Linked DNA regions of Mus musculus: region 2 is linked to region 1. Evidence: chromatin contacts called from public Hi-C data. All regions are on one chromosome and are shown on one strand. Each heading gives the region's core, a stretch centred on a gene start, on an enhancer-like site or on the middle of the called end of the contact. The rest is flanking DNA. Distances are from core to core; before and after follow the strand shown. Region 1 overlaps Duox1 (dual oxidase 1). Region 2 has its middle 29 kb from the start of 4930417H01Rik.

Region 1 (5,854 bases), core at 705-3,204:
CTAGACTTACAGTGAGCCAGCCCTCACCATACACGGTATAAAATAAACCTTGAGTGTGAACACTGGATGGTCTTTAATAGGACCATAAAGCTAACCTGCACCAGGAACATGAACCTGGCTACTGTTTTGAATACTGATCCAGCTCTACCAGTAAATATGTTCATCTTTGGCTCTTCCTCCTTCAACAGGTCCGAAAGATTGGAGTATTTAGCTGTGGTCCCCCTGGCATGACCAAGAATGTGGAGAAGGCTTGTCAGCTCATCAACAGGCAGGACAGGACTCATTTTTCTCACCATTATGAGAACTTCTAGGCCTCCTGCCCAGCAACTATGCCCACTACTGCCCTGCTGGGACAGCAGGGGCTTTGGCCTGTGCCTTAACCCAGTACTCATTTCTGGCCACCTCAGCCTTGGCCCTTCCCACCTGCCAACTTGGTTGGTCCAAGTAGCCTCGCTCAGGCATCATGTGTAGGCTCAGAGATCTCTAGGGCCAGAATGTGTCTTGAGTTTGTCGAAGGAGCACTGTTTAAGAACTATAGGTTCAGAAGTAGGGGAGCTTTTGGGTTGAGACAAAGTGAGAATTAAGCAAAAACTTGACAGTAGACAACCTGTCAAGTTTTTGAAAGTGAGTCTGAGTGATAGTATGGATGCTGGCGTCTTCAAGTCCTCTTCACTGTGTTCTTCCTCTCTTCAAAATGGTTGGGAGATGTCTTAGAGTAGCCAGGGGCAACTTACAGAAACCCTCAGGACCAGCCTAACTGAACAACTGATCTCTCAAAATGTAAAATGTAGTCAGACCTTTCTGTGCCCACTAACCGCCTGGAGCAGTGCCCCTCAGCCCCATCTCCCTCTTCTAGTGGTCTGTTTTGCAAATAAACGGTGTTTCCCCCTTTGGAGTTTCTTTTTTGCTGCCTTAGGTCAAGGTGGAGCTAAGGAAATCATCCACCCAGTGGGCTTTGCCACGGTGGTCCAGGCATCTCTCCAGTATCTACTGAATAAAAGCAGCGAAGACTGAAAAGCCCTTCCTCACTCTGGTGTTAGGCTGCTGACAGCGGATCACAAGGACAGAGAGGAGTCCTCAGGGAGCTGCAGTCGGCCTGGCTTCCTCCAGGGCATCAGCTATTCTAGCTCTGCCCTGAGACAAGGTCTTCCAGGCAGCATGAGGAGATAGATGTCTCCTAACCCCTCTAGGCCTGTTTTCTCAGGTGCAAAATGGTGGGTCCTCTTCCTATCATTCAAAGGCAGAGCAACCTTCAGAGAGTTTCTGAAAAGGTGCCCAATGCCAAATGATCTATTCGGAATACCTCGTTTCTCAGATCACACATCCTCACTTTGGAGAAATTCCCAACTGATTCTAATCAGCGCTAATGCACCGCGGGCTTGGGTTGAGGCAAGCAAGGGGCCTCAGGTTGTCCTAAGAGGACAACCGTCCCGAGGGCGTCTGGCTCCCACAGAACCTGTCTGTGGAGCAGCGGGAAGGCCCCGGACCCACGGGGGTCGGCTGAGGTGCGTGGCCCCAGACCCGGCCACCAGAGGGAGCTAAGGGAAAGGGACACGGCGCGCCCAGCCAGCCAGCCAGGAGCGGGAGCGCGCCGCCTCAGGGAAGCGCGCCTCCCGCCCGCGTGGCAGCGCCATCCGCGCCGTCAGCCTGGCGCGCTGCCTCTTTGTCTCTCGGCGCCTCCCAGACAAACCGCTCGCTGCTGGCGGGAAGCCGGGCTCGCTCGGGAGCAATGGCAGGAGCGACGCGGCCTGGACGCCCCCTGCCCGGCGTGAGGTGTTTGGTCAAAGGAAGCGAGTGGATGCTCGGAAAGTGCTTTTCGCAGGCGGCCGGCGTCGGCTCCAGCCTCAATTTATAGTCGGGCTCGCTCCCCGCCCCCTCCCGGCAGCCCCTGGGCGGCGCCGGCAGCCGCAGCTCTGCCTGGCCGAGCCTCTGGCCCGGAGCCCGGGCGGCCCGCTGGGGACGGGGAGAAGGGAGGATGCGGAGGGTGGGTGGTGCGGGAGGGAGGTCGCCACTCCCTCCCTAGTGTCTGACTGGGGCGGGGAGACCCCTTCCTCCTCAGGCTCTCCTCGGTGCCCAGCTCCACACAGTCCCTTTATTCCAAGGCCCAGGATTCCCTCCCCTTTATAATAAATTAAGGAATCTTCAGCGCCTGCTAGATCCTAGGACAAGGGGAAGCCAGGTTTCTGACATCATGTCCTTGGTAAGAACCGCTGCCCCCGTGCAGGTGACAAGGACTGGGTCCAGGTCTATCATAGTGCCCTGGTCTCACATCTACAGAGTCCGGATGGCCACAGGGTAGAGCAGGGACATGTGTTCCGCTCCCTTAATGGGCAGCTTGCGGCTGGCATAGTGGTGCACGATTTCAGGGACGCTGCTGAAGGGTGGGCTGTTCTGGCCCAACACATACTTGTGTTCCTTAGTCCGGGACAGCTTCATGTGCATGAAGCCCTGACTGCTCCTAGGAAGAGAAAGAGATCCCGGTGACCAGGGGTTCTCCTCAGTCCCCTACTTCTACCCCGACTCTCCCAGCAAGTGTGATTCCAAAGCCAGCTTCAAGTGGGAGGTGGACAGAGACGGGATGGTGGGGGAGGGGAGGGGAGGGGAGGAGAGGAGAGGGTTGAGTAGGTAGCATGAGGCACTGGCTTTGTGGTGAGGACGCTCATTGTACCAAGAATGTGTGTGTGGTGAGTATACAGGGTGTGTGCTGGTGGAAAGTGGGGTGCCCCGCACCCTCCAATTCTGTGACCCTAGCCCATAGCCTTTGGCTAAGGCCAGTTTAACCCTACCTGGACTTTTGAGACCGATTCATACAGGTCAGGCTAGTCTGTGTCTCCACCTCTTAATTATAGGTGTATGCCAGTGTATGGGGTACTGAGCCCAGAACCCAGGGCTTTGGACAGACTAGCCAGCACCTTAGCAACTGACTACAGCCCGGCCTTATGCTCAGTTTCCCCTTCTTGAGCTATATGGCAGCACCAGTCTGTGGGTCTTACACCAAGTCAGACCCTCTCAGTCCAGCCAGCCAGCCCTTAGGCCTGGAGTGACATCATCTGGAGACTCGGTTAGCATTACCTACCCAGAGTTGGGTAGGACAGACAAAGGAATTATGGTGTGGAGGTGAGATGAGAGGGCATGGGAGCCCCCCAGCCTGGAGTCTGATTGCAACCTCTTTCCATCAGAGAAGAAGCAAGCAGTTCCAGCACAACCGACATCTGCGGCAAAGGCGGCTGACACAGACTTAATACGTCTTTTAAATACAAAGATTTTATGTTGAGCAGGTCTTAAGGCCTGAGTGTGTATGACCTTGTGGAGGGGCTCATTCTTTTTCCTATACTATAGTTTGGTTGAAATTTGTGGGGCGAAACAAGCCCTTTCTACAGCAAAGCTGTCCCGCCTTCCTGTGTTCCCAGGGATTAAACTTTTACCTTAGTGATAGTAGTCCTATCAAGAGCCCACCAGTGATAAGACAGTCAGACCCAACCCAGATCCCGTATATGGCTACAGTAAGAACAAAAGAGAGCAAAGAGGTGAGGCTGCTCCCTCTCCCTTTAGGTACGGTGCTCACATGTGACTCTATCTTATTTTCTTCTGAGCCGTCTTTGTCTCTTAATCCTCATGCTTAACTATATACTAAAATAACTTTAATAAAAAAACCCCAAAGTCGGGCGTGGTGGCGCACTCCTTTAATTCCAGCACTCCAGAGGCAGAAGCAGGCGGATTTCTGAGTTTAAGGCCAGCCTGGTCTACAGAGTGAGTTCCAGCACAGCCAGGGCTATACTGAGAAACCCTGTCTCGAAAAACAAAAACAAAAACAAAAACAAAAACAACAACAACAACAAAAAAAACCAAAAACCAAAACCAAAACAAAACCCTCCAAGTTTGCTTCATAAATTGGCTGGTCCTGAAACTCTTTCAGGCCATCAATCCTGGTTTGGCCTGAGCTGAGATCCCTAAAACCCTGGAGGGAACTCAGGCTGTTGAGGGCAACAGTGAGACACTGGACAGCTTTAACCTGTACCTCAAAACTCTGAGAACACCTTCCACTGCCTCTCCCATCCCCTGAACCCAGGAAGTCAGCATTAGCTAGCCCCTACCCTCCAGTCAGAGACCCAATGTGCAAAGCTCTAGCCTGCTCTCAAATGCTCCCCACTTTAGAAAGTATGGGGGTGAGGCACCCAGCAATTGTCCAGACTGCCACTGGCCTGGTTTGCCAAGCCCTGGGTCTGTAACATACCCACAGGCATGGGCTAAGGAATGTTGGGTAGAACACAGAGCCTAATTAGCTGCCTCCTAGCCTGAGCCCAGAGGAGCAAGCAGAAGGCTGAGAGGCCTGGGTGGCCAACAGGACCTGTAAGGAGGCTGCTTCCATCCTGACAGCCTTGTTGGCAAGGGGTTGCCAAATTAGATGCCTCATCTACCTGGGTACAAAAGAGTTTTGACTAGACCTCCTACACCGGAAAACAAGTGAGGGATGGAGAAGAATGCGGGAATTGAAGAACGGGGTGGGGGGAAACTGGCCCCTAAGACCTCTCCTCTCAGGGTCTGGTTCCCAAAGTCTTACTTAGGAATTTGCCTGGCTGTGTATCAGGATATAGAGGCATCTGGAGTACAGAGTAAGCACACAGGCCCCGAGGGAAAGGAGCCAAGAGTGTGTGGGCAGTGGGGAAGTAGGGCAGTAAGCAGCAGTCCCCGTAGCTGTGGGAAGCAGTGTAGGCCCTGTCTTCTCTCACCTCAGGAGCTGAGAGTGGCTGAACCCCTTCCCACAGCCCACTTGGGAGAACAACCTCTCTTAAACAGCACAAGGTGTTTTCTCAAGGAACAGGCTCAGAAGGGTAACTGGCCTTCATCTGCATTACCAACCTCTGGAGGAGGGGTGGCCATACTTTTCAGCCCCCAGGGACTAGTCCCAGGGGTCCATTAAGACACAGCAAGGTCCTTGCCAGACCCTCAGGGTGTTGGGTGGGACCAGCTGGGCCAGTGGGCCCAGAGCTGGCAAGGCTTTTTGAGGAAGCTGTTTAATTACCAGTGAAAGCCCTTCCATTAGGGAGAGAAGAGAAACCATAATTGTATTTCAGAGAAGCCATTTATATGCAAACGAGACCTTGGCAGACAGCCCGTGGGGCGAGATCAGCTAGAGTGTAGCAGACATCCAGGCCTGCCTTCTTATTCCCTACACTAAGGCAGTCCCTCACCCCTAGTTGTCCGGTTCCACTCTAAAGTCCCAAACCTTGGTGGTGTTTGTCTCCCTTTGGGCTGGACAGTACCAGATTTCCAGCAAATGGCAGCTGGTGAGGGTTGGAACCCTGTCACTGAACAGTGTAATTCCTGAAGTCAGACCGAGCTAGGCACAGTGTTTGTGTATTTTGAAACAGTCTCTGGCTATGTTCTCTACGCTGGCCTGGTTGGATGTAAGGAATCCTGCCTCAGCTTCCTAAGTAACTGAAACCACAGGTACTATATCACCACATCTAGTTTAGAGACTTAATTATTAGCTGGTGACCTTGAGCAAGTAACAAAGCTCCTTGAATCTATCTCATTTGTATAAAAAAAAGAGATTTATCAGCACAGCAGTAGTTGGTTTGGACAAGTTATATATGCTAGGTGGTACGTGCTAAGAATTTCAATTATAATCTTAATAACAGTGTACTACCCCAAGTTGTGTAAATCACATTTTTGACAAATGAGTTTTTCCAAAATCCTCTTCTTGATTTTATAGTTTGCAGACTCTTAGAATACAAGAGCTAGCAGAAACGCACAATATCAGTTCCTCCTGCAAGAGGCAAGCCTACGGCCCCGGGTTAAATGATCCGTCTATGGCCCCACAGCTAATTGTATCAAACTCAGAATAGAACCA
Region 2 (6,032 bases), core at 1,330-3,829, 320 kb after region 1:
AGAACTGGGTCAAACACTTTGCAGATGTGAGGATAAAAGTGATCTTAGATGCTCGGGAAGGTTCGTGTCTTAGTTAGGGTTTTACTGCTGTGAACACACACCATGACCAAGGCAAGTCTTATAAAAAGCAACATTTAATTGGGGCTGGCTTACAGGTTCAGTCCATTATCATCAAGGTGAGAGCATGGCAGTATCCAGGCAGGCATGGCACAGGAGGAGCTGAGAGTTCTATGTCTTCATCCAAAGGCTGCTAGTGGAAGACTGACTTCCAAGCAAATAGGGTGAGGATCTTATACCCACACCCACAGTAACACACCCATTCCAACCAGGTCACACCTATTCCAACAAGGCTACACCTCCAGATGGTGTCATTCCCTGGTCCAAGGATATACAAACCATCACAGTTCGTAATCTCCCTACTGTCTCAGAGCAATGCCTGAGCGGGCTAGTATATGCTTCTTTAATCATTACAGAAACTTGAGTGTTTTCCTCTGAAATGCCTGATGGTGACTTCCCTTCACACATACTGCCTTCTCAATGTATAGCCTTTGCTTATTTACTGTTTTCATTATGGATCAGCATTTATATGGAAGCCAGCTTTATGTTAATATTTAATACATGTATTTCCAGAGGCCTGACATGATATATAGGTTTTCTTCAGTGTGTCTCAGCAAAAGTTTTCATGCATCGTCTAGCTAATCTTGTTTGTTTGGTTTTTCGAGACAGGGTTTCTCTGGGTATTCCTAGCTGTTCTGGAACTCACTCTGTAGACCAGGCTGGCCTTGAACTAAGGGACCCACCAGCCTCTGCCCCCTGAGTGCTAGAATTAAATGCCTGCACCATCACCACCACCTGTCTGCTTGATTTTTGAGACAGATTATATAGTCCTAGGTGGCCTGGGACTTGCTGTATAGATCAGGCTGATATGGAACTCACAGTGATCAGCCTGCCTCTGAAGAGCCCCTGACCTCAGTGCTGAGGTGAAAGGTAAGTGCTACTACATCCAACTATTTAATCTCCCATTCTGCCAAAACATGTCCCACTACAGAATCTGCTATAAATCAATGTTTATCATTTATCAGGGATTCATTGACATTCCTTAGCAGAATTCATTAAGTGAGACATCTTGGTGTCATTTTACTGTGTTCTGTTTATTGAACAGAACCTTCTCCATGGGGATTTCTGATGTAGTCATTTTGTTTTACTGGCTTATATCCTGTACTATGTCTTTATCAGAAAGTCACTTTACTTTGCTCTGTTAAAAGCATTAAGATCCTCTTGCTTTCCCTAGCATTAATTGATGCCAAGATGGATTGGTACCAGGGGGCCTGTTTCCCGGGGCACAGTTACAAGAGTAGATGGTGCCTAGCCAGGGAAACACAGAACCTCCACAGATCCACAGTCTTTGCACAGCTAATGGAGCAGCTGTGGGCTGCGAGTGTGAGTAATAGAAGGGATGGATACTAGCGGTTATTAACCATGTGGTTGGTGCCGGCCACACTACATATTCCCTTGGGTAGTGTTCAGCAGCTGCTGTGCAAATGCTGGAAACTGAGGTAGCCCAAGTTACCACAGAGCCTGATCCAAGGTCTAGGCAGCCATAGCTGCTGCTCTTGCTCTCTTGCTCGACCCTTCCTTTTTTCTTTCTCTCTCTCTCTCTCTCTCTCTCTCTCTCTCTCTCTCTCTCTCTCTCTCTCTCTCTCTCTCTCTCTTTCTCTCTGTCTCTCTCCCTCCCTCCCTCCTTCCCCCCTCCCTTCCTCCCTCCCTCCCCCCCTCTCTCTTTCTTTCTTTCTTTTTTCTTTTTTTTACATTTATGTATTTATTTCTGGGTCGGGGCACCCATGCACATGCTGCGGTGTACTTGTGGAGGGTGGATGGGTATCAGAGAACATCTTAGAAGAGTCTGTGTCTCCTTCCACCAGGTAGGTTTTGGGAGTGAATGGAGGTGCTCAGGTTTGGTGGCCTTTATCTGCTTTATGCCTTTATCCGCGGAGCCACCTCCCCAGGCTCCTTCCCTCTGATATTCATGCACTGTGTCTCTTTTCTTTCTGGCTGTGCCTTTCTCATTATTATTAATTGCTTTCAAAATTTAAGCTAGATGAAATGCAAGGGCACTGTTTTCTCCAAAGGTGGGATGTCTGAGTGCCTGAGGATGCCCATAAAGAGCAGAAGGTGATCTGGGAGCTGCAGGTCCCCCTTGTTGTTTTTTGTCTGTTTTGGTTTTTTGGTGGCTGTGAGAATGAGCAGGGCAGCCGTGGATGCAGAAGGCTCCACACTAACTCGTAGCTAGTTGTGCACTAACTTGTAGCTAGTTGTGCACTAACTCGTAGCTAGTTGTGCCTAATGGAAAGTCTCAGCCATCTGCTCCTGCTTCCTGGGAAATTTCCCCAGGAAGGGCTGAATTTTACAAGCTGTGCTAGTTACTTTCCTACTGCGGAACACAGCTGCTGAAAGAAGGGCGGGCGGGCTTACCTGGGCTTAGCATTTTAGAGTTCAAGATGGCAGGGTAAAGGCAGCAGGCAGCAGGAGCTGGAAGCTGAGAGCTGGGGGCCCACATCTTGAACCACAAACAGGAAACAGAGGGAGCAAATTTTGAAACCTCAAAGCCCAACACCAGTGATGTACTTCTTCCAGAAAGGCCACACCCTCTACATCTTCCCAAACAGCACAACCCACCGAGAACCAAGTATTCAAACACCTCACAGGCTGAGCATTGGAGGGAAGCACAGGGCTTTGGAGGGCACTGCAGGAACCAGGCGAGGCAAGGGCTCCCCATAAGAGCTCAGAGAAGTGAGGTGAGAGGAGAAGCAGGAAAGGGTATAGGCGCAGAACCAGTGTGGTGTCAGGAGCCAAGTCCCCAGAGGCAGAGTGGGCAGATCGATCCTTTTGGGACTTGGGGAGCAAGCCTGAGAAGGCTCTGGAGGTGCTGATATGGAAGGCCACAGACGGCAAAGCAGCTGAGCAGCGGTGTGTGTCTGTGCGTGCTGTCCTGTGTGGTAGGGAGAGAATGGGCAGTTACCCTTTGGGAGAAGTGACTTAAGAAGCAGCTAACACAAGTGTATACAGTGGGGGCTGACTTGAGATATTGCTCTCTCTCTCTTCCTCTCTCTCTCCCTTTCTCTCTCTCTGTGTGTGTCTGTTTCTCTGTGTGTGTGTGTGTTTGTTTTATATTGTCTTGATGTTTGAATCATAGGAGACTTCAATAAAGAAAACAAAAATCTACTCAAAGAACTCTAAGGGCTTTGTCAGTTGGAAGGGCATTGGAGACCTCATGGGGATATTTTGAATAAACCGAGGCAGATAAATTAGGATTAAAAGGGGTTACAGGGGAAGAAGGGTGGAATCCAGAGACGAACTCAGGGCACGTGGCTTGCTTTGTTCTTTGAGCTTACACATGGGAGAAAAAAGAGGCTAGATCCTATAGTAATATTGAATTTTAATTAAGTTTAGTTTAACAGCAGAAGTAGCCATCACACCAGGCCACAGAGTCCTGGAGCATGCTGGTTACTCCCATGAGCTGGCGTCAGGGAGAGAATCCCATGCTTGTCTACAATCTGGATTCATTGACTTATCGCTCGTTGAGCAAAGATGGAGTCGCTGGGCTGAAATATTGATCTTGTTCTTAAGGTGCTTGTAGCCAAATGGACTCTGCATAGGCTATGGATAAGCTTGGTGTTGAAGTCTGCCAAGAAATAGGAGGAAGGATCCAGTGTGACTGAGAAGTGGAGCAGTTTAGGTGAATAGATAAGTGGGCATGGGTGGAGGTCTGAGGTAACCTAGCAAACATGAGGTGCATAGATGGGGGGATGGGGTGCAGGTGTTGGTGAGGGGAGAAAGAGGAGACAACTGGATGGGGCGTGGCGACCACCCAGTGCAGGAGACTAGACTAACAGAGCTCCCAGAACTCACATTCTGTCTGTCACACGTGATGTGACAGAGATATCTCTAGTCAGTGCTCACCCCAGAGAACAGCTATTTTCAGGCTATGACTCTGGGTGTGGGTGTATTGAACTGAGAGATTGCTTAAGAATTTTAGGTCCTTCTACCTATGACTGATTAGATCTTGCCCCGGGACATGTTCCTTAATCACAGGCTTTTGATGGGAGAACAAGGGGAGCGGGGAAAGGGGTCTGCTATAGGGTATAATTTCCGAGCTGATGGAATGTTCTGGGCTAGGACAATTATGAGTGACTCATTCGTGAAACCCACCCTGCACCCTACATGTGTGTTTAAGTCAGAGAGTTTGAGTTTGTTTGTCGAGCGTCTGTAAAGATAGGGAAGTCGGGGATCCTCAGGAAACCAAACTGGAGGGAGAGTGGTGGAATACGCAGCTTACGCCAGAGGCCTGGAATGTGTGAGTTCAGTTAGTTCTTAGAAGAGTTCTACAAGTCAGGCGACAATTCCCACCCCGCCAGTGAAGGCACTGGTCCAGACCATACCCACTGAGCAGGCTTTAAACTCAGGATTAGTTCTTCTCTGCCCAGAAGGTGATGTGAATGAAAGAAACTGATGTAAAATACTGTGCTGACTCTTTTTATGCCACTGTGACACAGGCTAGAGTCATCTGAGAGAAGGGGACCTCAACTGAGAAAATGCCTCCACAAGGTGGGGTTAAAGGTGGGCCTGTGGTGCGGGGGGGGGGGCATTTTCTTAATTGCGATTGATATGGGAAGGCCCAGCCCACTGTAGGCAGTGCTGCTCCTAGCCTGGTAGTCTTGGGTTCTGTAAGAAAGCAAGCTGAGGAAGCTGGGATGGACAATCCACCAAACATCATTCCTCCTTGGCTTCTACATCAGATCCTGGCTCCAGGTTGTCACACAGCCTGCCTAGGCTGCCCTCAGTGGTCTATGACCTGGATATGTAGACAAAGAAACCCTTTCTTCCTCAAACTGCTTTCGGTCATGGTGTTTCATCACAGCAAATAGTAGCCCTAACTGACATCTATATACTAAGGTTTCCATCCATCCTCAGATTAGTCCCCGAGGAGAGAATCTACTTGGAATCCACAAAATCACCTGTAGTGTATGCCTATGCTATGATCACCTGTAGTGTATGCCTATGCTATGATCACCTGTAGTGTATGCCTATGCTGATCACCTGTAGTGTATGCCTATGCTGATTTTCAGAATAAGATCTCTCTTTGTGTGGAGCCTTAGAGATGATCACACATGGTCCTTAGTATCAAATTTGTATAGGAAAATTACCTATGCCAATTTGCTTGTATCAAACAAGCAGGCTGGAATTTGAACTCTCCACAGGCTGGATCCAAACCCACTTCATTTCACTAGGCTGTCTCCTGAGTACCTTACCAACAGTGCTTGAGAAAGGCATAGCTCCTTTGAGGACTTTCATTTACAAAAAATAAAAATCTAAAAAAAAAAAATCAGGTCTGGTAGTTCTACATTCAATTAGGCAACTATTGATAAGGCAAGCCTGATTCTGCTGTGCACCACCCCTGTCATCCACCCCTTCCCACACAGCTGCCCAAGCCCGCAGGTTTTTAGCGTTTTAGTGCCTGGGGCAGCCCGCTGGCGCTGCAATGATCTTCAGAGAGCAGGAGTTGAGACTGCACGAGATCAATGATAAGATCAGTCCCGGCTTTAATCTGGTCGTAAGGGCTGAGAGCATGGATGTTGGAGCCACACTGTCTGGAACGGAATCTCAGCTCTGCACTTAGCGGCTCTCCTGAGTGAGTTTACGCAACCTTTCTCTGCCTCAGTTGCTTCAAGGGTACGACTGCGGTAATAAATCATCGGGATTTTCGGTAGAGAGTACATTGAGTTAATATCAATATCCCCAAAGCTTTTAGGAGCAGTGCCACACATTTAAATTTTACTGTATTTCTGAACAGCCAGGCCAGGCTGAGGTCCTGCAAAGAAAGAATAACATGTTCAATGAGATCTGCCTACCAAAGCTGGGGCTAAACCTAGCTCTTCAGCCCATTAATCTGCTGGACTCAAATATACACAGCTAATATTTTAACACTGAGAATAGAGATGAATGAGTTTTAAAGTGATCAAAAGTTTGGAAGT

The links. A called contact is a pair of places that touch in the nucleus more often than the background predicts.
Region 2: a contact with region 1 is called in a Hi-C map of neutrophils, with 4 times the contacts expected there. The contact joins two enhancer-like sites. A contact is called at or near these places in 1 of 15 datasets of contacts at CTCF or cohesin (large pre-B cells), 1 of 484 Hi-C or Micro-C datasets (neutrophils), 4 of 115 datasets of contacts at active chromatin or transcription factors (bone marrow-derived macrophages, embryonic stem cells, large pre-B cells and 1 more) and 1 of 9 other capture datasets (liver).

What each region holds. Positions count from the first base shown.
Region 1 is chr2:122,347,082-122,352,935 of GRCm38.p6, forward strand. Duox1 (dual oxidase 1) reads left to right here. Exons shown (of 33, transcript NM_001099297.1): 33 at 189-891. The coding sequence ends at 311. It overlaps Shf (Src homology 2 domain containing F), which reads right to left. Exons shown (of 7, transcript NM_001374011.1): 7 at 1,811-2,458. The coding sequence ends at 2,272. Among named protein-coding and RNA genes, the nearest start is that of Shf, 19 kb to the right of the region's middle. Within about 2 kb of position 1,955, at least 252 of the 459 cell types and tissues checked have an H3K27ac peak or open chromatin away from gene starts, as enhancers often do. A contact at or near this core is called in neutrophils, where this site is marked.
Region 2 is chr2:122,670,457-122,676,488 of GRCm38.p6, forward strand. No RefSeq gene overlaps it. Among named protein-coding and RNA genes, the nearest start is that of 4930417H01Rik, 29 kb to the right of the region's middle. Within about 2 kb of position 2,580, at least 49 of the 459 cell types and tissues checked have an H3K27ac peak or open chromatin away from gene starts, as enhancers often do. A contact at or near this core is called in neutrophils, where this site is marked.